Linked DNA regions of Anas platyrhynchos: region 2 is linked to region 1. A link is a contact called in public Hi-C data. All regions are on one chromosome and are shown on one strand. The core of a region is the stretch at or near the end of the contact, and the rest is flanking DNA. Distances in the headings are between cores, read along the strand shown.

Region 1 (3,382 bases), core at 564-3,063:
CAATAATGTCCCAGTATAACACCTTCTCACCAAGTACCTGAGTCTGAGTCTTAGTGTGTGTCTTCTTTGTTATAGGAGCTTATGTGCATACACAGCCTTTACTTCTATATTACCTGTGTAAGATTTCTATTTTTTTTTTCCTCCTATTCTGTTGTAGAGATGATAGTAAAATAACCCACAATGTAGTAACCAGTAGGATTTGCTACTAGTTGGGCTTACATACCAGGTCGAAGGGTGTGAGCATAACCGATTCCAATCAGGCTGGCATTATTCACTTTAGCCTACAGGAAAAAAAAAATCACTGCCATGCACAAATACTCAAAAAGTTGCTCTAGTGCCCTGTTCGTTCTTTCAGCTACTTGTAGATTGATCTCTAGCTGTGGTGTATTCTAGTCTTTTCCCCTTCAAGTTTCCAGTATACCAAATTTTCACTATGTTCCTCCACTTTACCTTCAACCTGGAACAGGCACAAGAAATAGGTCCCATCTTATCTTCAGATTGTGGTATACTACACCTATATCAAGTCCCACCCTATTTTTTCTAAGGAATGAGCAAAAAAATTATGTGTATGCAAACTTATCTTTTACTAAGTTTTGAGCTGTTTACAATAGCATTTCCTATTTTTAATTCTGGCTGAATTATCCTGGAACTAATTCTTGTTTTAAGGCTTAACAAATGCTTGCTACCTAAGTGCTTAGTGTTGCTATGTATGCAGTTACTTTCATTCATGTTGCTTTTTGCCCCTAACATTTCTGCAAGACTTGGTAAGTGTCAGTAAGGGCACTTAGCTCATAACCATGACTGACTTTCAAGAGCTACATAACTCAGTGTTAGGAGAGGGCTGTAAGCTCAACTGAACTGTCACCTTACTGCAGTAGTTTTGTCTAATTCTTACCCAATCCACAATGTAGAAAAATATTTCATGCTCATATTACCTTTTCAAAACACATTTTGCATAGGCTTCAGGCACAATAGACAGACTAACAACTATTTCAGCACAGATGAAACATCTTTTTTAAAGATGTTTCACACATATGACTTGTAGTCCTTGTGGTTTAAACCACAACAGTTTGCTATCTCCCATACTTTCTCAGTAACTATTTGGAACAACTATTTTACATCACTATTTTTTAGCATTTATTGGAGCTTGAAATACTTGTTCCTTTAAAAAAAAAACAACTTACCACAATGGAAGTCTTCTCATCCAGTTGGTACTTAGCAGCAATACCAAATCGTGTGTTGTTACTGCCAGCAGTCCATGCAAGATTGACTGATGTCTCAACCTTATTATTAACTTTCTGATAAATAGACCCACCAAACTCAGTGCCATCATTCCTGTTTGTAAGAGATGCAAGTGTCAGTAAATAGCAACCCTTGAGATTATCCCTTCCTTTCCCATCATCATTTGATCATTATCTCAAAATGAACCAAGGTGTCCAGTGGACCCATGGTCATAGAATTCCTAGCTGGAGCTCACAGCTGTTCTGATGTTTACTCATAACAAGGGTATTGTTTGCTTAACTGACCACAGCTGACCAGTAGCCAAGACACAATGTTTGAGATTCTGACAGAAAACAAACTTTACTTGTCTTAAGGAGAAAAGCCTCTGATAATGTATAAAGGGACAAACCTAGAAGGAGATTTAAGGCAGTTATGGGAATGATGAGACTGAAAACAAAGTTATTGCATGGCAGTTGTTTAAATATAAAAAGTTCAAAGACTCTCAAAGCATCTGAATGCAAAGGCTAGAGCTACACTAAGGTGACAGCTGGAAACAAGAATTATGCAACACACACCTCTCTCCTCAACCCTGGGCATTTCTGAGCCAGAAACTCTCTCTTTGGTGAGGGAAAGGGTAAGATAGCTTAACTGAAGACTCTTATCTATTGCCAAAATAGAAGTTGAAGTTTACCAACTTTAATTCCAAACTAATGGTGTGAAGTGCCTTTATGCCATTATCTTGTGTACACAAAACCAAGATGACCCTGAAACACAGTCTCAACAGACAACAAAAAGTTGAGAAGTTGCCTCTGCTTTAATTGTACTGAAGATGAAAACATGGTGTGAATTATTTTTGAACTAAATCAGCATCCTCCCTCCTTCCTACCACATTTTACCTAGCTCAGTTAATTCTCACTATTAATCTAGCTTGGATCTTCTGATAATTTTCTCTAGGCTCAGATTAATACTTACACATTAGTGTGCAGCTGGAAGTCTCCTGCCTTATATCCCAAGGCAAAGTTGTTTTGCGAAAGCTTAGATTTTGCCGTATCAAAAGCCATCTGATAGCCAGCAAGCCAGCCTTCATAGCCCAGCACTGCCCAGCCATAGATGGTTGGTCCAGAGAGATCAATGTCTATATTGCAGCCTAGATTTAGATATTCTCTTTTGTAGGAGGTCTTCAACTTTCCACTCTTCTTCCTGCAGAGAAACATTTAATTTTATCCCTTGTGGTCTATATTATAGGTAGTTTTAATCCTGTATGTATGTTCTTTAGGGCCAGTGCATTAAATGACTGTAATGCCTACTCAAAACTTAAAATCACCACAACTGCTGAAGAGCACATGGGATGAGGGTAACACTGATGTTACATGTGTTTGGTGGTGCTACTTCCAACATTTTCAACGTCCTTAAAATCCTTGAGAAGTTATAAAGGCATCAATCTTTTTGCTTATTACTCAAAACATATCAGGTTTCAAATTCTGTTCACCGCAAATAGTTGCAATATGTTATGGCACCATCAATTTCTTTCAGCAGCATCTGCGACATCCCACAGTGATAGCTGCTCTTTTTGTCCTTTAATGATTTTTTTGGCTGCTCAGTTCTCTCCACTGTTCCTTTGTGTGCACTGCCTACTCTCCTTCCTCCTTCACTGCTGGATACCACACTCCCTTACTGAGAAGGAATTTTCCTCATCCCCCATGTATCATCCATTTAGTCTGTCTTCCAAAGAAGCCTGTTCCTCTCTCACCAATGTGTCTTTCTGCTCCTTTTGCTACCGATTCAAAGTTAACTGCAACAGAATTTTATCACCTCCATCATCCTCTCCCCAGCCTCCTTTATCTTTGAAGATACAGCAGGACACCGTGCTGGCCATCACTCATACCCAGGCCTGGAGGCTACTTTTTAACTCTTTTTCTAATTGCTTATATCCAAGTAGTATCGAAAACTCTGATTTTTCTTCTGTTATGCTGTTCTCAACGATAAAGAAATACCAGTAATTATTTACAAAGCAGTCTCAAGCTTGATGTTTATCCAGACATACATACCCCATATACACATCTTCTTTGCTCTGTCAACCAAAAAAGAAATAAATAATTTTAAAAAGAAAAAAAAAAGTGCTATTCCACCGCCTATCATAATACACAGGCTGTTCTACTTC
Region 2 (3,221 bases), core at 391-2,890, 79 kb before region 1:
CAACAAAAAAACACCAGGCTTCCTAAAAATAAAATAAACCAAAGAAAATCCCTCTAAATCTACAGCAATATTTTAACTGGAAAAAGGTCCATTTTCTCTGGTTCGTCAGTATAAAAGGTTCCTTTATTTATATATATTTAAGTTTTTAGGATGCAAGTTCATCTTGCTCATCTTCTCATGTACGGTCCATTGAGAGACTGCTTGGGCACCCCTGCAGCATTCATGTAGCTGTGATGGGAGGGGCCAGTGTACATCATGTTCCCATGAGGATTTGGCTGCATAGGCTGCTGGGTATAGGCCTGGCTCCCCATCATTCCCATCTGCATCTGCATAGGATACTGTGCTGTCTGGTTCATGTAGGCAGGGTTACTATGGTAACTGCTGTTCATCATGGGCTGTGTCATCCTGTAGCTGTTCATGGCGTTCAGGGTGTTCATATTCATGGAGTTAACATTGTACGGGGTGGTTGGCATGAGGTTGACCCCCATGTTCATACCCCGCTGAACAGCCAATGTACGAGGGCCGGCCTGCATGGCGACTGCGGGTGGGCTGCGGCCGTAGAGCTGCTGCTGGTGTGCACTCGCAGAGGGCAGCGGCGCTGATTTAGAGCGGATGGAAATGTGCCCCTTGACCGGCATCTGCCCCTGCAACCTCTGCGTGTGTGGAATGCCAATATTGGTAGCAGACATGTTACACTGAAGCAGAGGTGACGTGAGGTTCATGGTGGTAGACGCCAAGTTCGGTGGGGGTGTCATGGTGGCTTGTGCTTGTGGTGTGCCTGCTAATGGGTGAGAGGGAGCGAGCTGAGCCAGTCCTGTGTTGGACAGAGAAACACTGGTTGCATAGGAAGTCACAGCAGGAGAATGGCTATAAGGCATGGCATGAGGGTCCATAATGGTGTTCGTCAGCTGCTGCAACTTGGCTAAACTGAACGTGGCTGATGGTTGTGAATAGCTCCCAGCCCCAAAATCCCCTGGAATCCTCTCATAAATGCTTATGTTACCAGTGCTTCCTGATTCAGGTATTTCCATGATCATAGGTGCTGGGGTGAAGCTGTTGTTCATGCTGCACTGAGACAGTGGAGGTTGCTGCTGGGGTGGAGGCGGGGGCTGTGGCTGCTGTGACTGAGGCTGCTGCTGTTGTGGCTGCGGTGCTGGTTGCTGGTTACTTGGAGGCCTTTCTACGACACAGCTCTGAGGTGACTTGATATTGCAGTTAGCTGCAGGCTGGACAGTGCTTTGCTGCATCATGCTGCAACTGCTGCCAATGTTTGCCATTTGCTGAGTGACAACACAACTATTCTGAGTGAGGCTGCTAGAAGAGGACAGGCCCCCATAGGAACAGCTGCTCTGGGAAGAGTTATTTCCACAAATGCTGCCTCCCATAGTAGAGTCATAGCTGCTCGGGTTTTCATAATTTTCTGTAGTGCTCTCAATGCTGCCAAGGTCACTGAAGCCACTATCCACCACCTGCTGAGAGTGGTCCGATACTGAAGGCACATCCATCATGGGGCTGGTCTCCATGTTCTGCATAGAGGGTGCGGACAGGGATCCTTGTTCAGGGCTTATCTGGGTGTAGCTGCTCTCCAGAGCAGGCACATTTGGGCTGCTGACAGAACGTACAGACTGGCTGGGGTGGGACTGAACAGAGGATATTGGACTGTTGTGTTCTGAGGCCTGGCAATCTTCAACCATTGATATCTGAGGATCCTCCTCAGTCTGGGTATAACTCTGCAGAGTCTGACAAGCTGCAAGAGTTTCTTCACAGTCCTGGTAAGCTACATCATGCTCATTGCTTTCCTCCTGTGTCAAGGACTGGACTGCTTGAACAGTTTCAAGATCTAGTTCGCTATGAGGAATCTCTTCCTCTTCCTTTAATTCAATTAATCCTTCTTTGTTACTTTGCTCTTCTTCGTGATCATCCTCAGACCCAGGGACATGCTCTGAGCCCACTGATGTTTCATTGGAAGCCTGCTCTTCCTCAGAATCTGCCTCTGCTTCATCTTTTCCTTTTGCATCTTCTCTACTGTTTTGCATGTCTGCTTCTAAAAAACATTCCTGCACATCGGGCTCCTCCTTCACGCCTTCTCTGGCAGGCTGTTCCTCCAATTCTTTTTTCTTCATAGACTCCAGATGACCATCATCTTCATCATCAGCATCATGGTCTTCATTTTGATTTGTCACAACTGCAATTTCATCTTCTTCTTCATGGTCATGCTCAGGTTCATCTAGTTCTTGCTGCTCTTCTTCTGATTGCCTTTGCTCTTCTAATACCCTTGGCTTCTCCTCTACCTCCTCTTCTATCTCAGGCTCTTTAACTTCTGGCACTGGACTGCTGCTGCTGTCCACAGGAGAAACTGCTCTTACTTCACTGCTGGCTGTATCTTCCTCTTCTCCCTCTCCTACCTCTTCTGCTTCCATATTCACATCTTCCTCTTTCCTTTCCTCAGTTAGAGGTAGCTCTTCTTTCTGCTCAACACCTTCCTCTTCATCTGAAATTTTGGGCTTACGCCCTGGTTTTGAATTACCTACCACTGCATCAGCTCCCTCACCCTGAACTGACGATGGCACTTTTTCCCGGTTCAGTTTAAAACCCGGTTTTCGACCAGGTCTCTTCTTCCAGTGGATTGGTTTTCGGCTCTTGCCTTTTGGCCATCCCTTCTTCTTTTTCATGGGTGTAGAAGTATCTGGTTCAAGTGAACAATCCTTTGCTTCACATTTTCTCAGCATAGATAATGGTTTCAAAGTTGGGGTACCTGAAAACACAAATGGAAAGACACTGTTCAAACATTTTGTTTTACCCGAGCACTCACAGAAGCTTTCCCAAGTATTCCATTATGATTATCAACTTCATACATCAATAATAGCGTAGTGATTTATTGTGAAGGGAGCAAGAAGGATCAAAGTCTACTCATCAGCAGTCACACAGAACATTACATTTTCAAAGAACACCGATGATTTCAAGATTTTGTATGGTCAAAGCTCTTAACCTTCAATGTATAAATCAATGAAGCACTAGTCTATATAATAAAATCCTGGACAGACTCACCACTCTTTAAAGATTTTATTTATACAATATGCTTACAAATGAAAATGTTCCAGTGTAGCACTAGATGTTACAATAACACTGTATTTCCATTTAGATCTGTATTTTGTGCCTCTGCTGAAGAAAGTACTTCTGCTTTGTCATGGCTTATGTTTTTGAACGTCCATAATGTCAAT

The links. Hi-C and Micro-C count contacts between places; a contact is called where the count stands out from the background.
Region 2: a Hi-C map of skeletal muscle shows a contact between it and region 1, with 2.0 times the contacts expected there. The contact joins two enhancer-like sites. A contact is called at or near these places in 2 of 8 Hi-C or Micro-C datasets (liver and skeletal muscle).

What each region holds. Positions count from the first base shown.
Region 1 is chr23:125,667-129,048 of IASCAAS_PekinDuck_T2T, reverse strand. It overlaps VDAC3 (voltage dependent anion channel 3), which reads right to left. Exons shown (of 9, transcript XM_027443586.3): 6 at 2,194-2,421; 7 at 1,185-1,335; 8 at 224-281. Among named protein-coding and RNA genes, the nearest start is that of VDAC3, 8.3 kb to the right of the region's middle. Within about 2 kb of position 1,813, at least 1 of the 8 cell types and tissues checked has an H3K27ac peak or open chromatin away from gene starts, as enhancers often do.
Region 2 is chr23:205,105-208,325 of IASCAAS_PekinDuck_T2T, reverse strand. It overlaps KAT6A (lysine acetyltransferase 6A), which reads right to left. Exons shown (of 18, transcript XM_027443577.3): 18 at 1-2,755. The coding sequence ends at 168. Among named protein-coding and RNA genes, the nearest start is that of ANK1, 4.4 kb to the left of the region's middle. Within about 2 kb of position 1,640, at least 1 of the 8 cell types and tissues checked has an H3K27ac peak or open chromatin away from gene starts, as enhancers often do.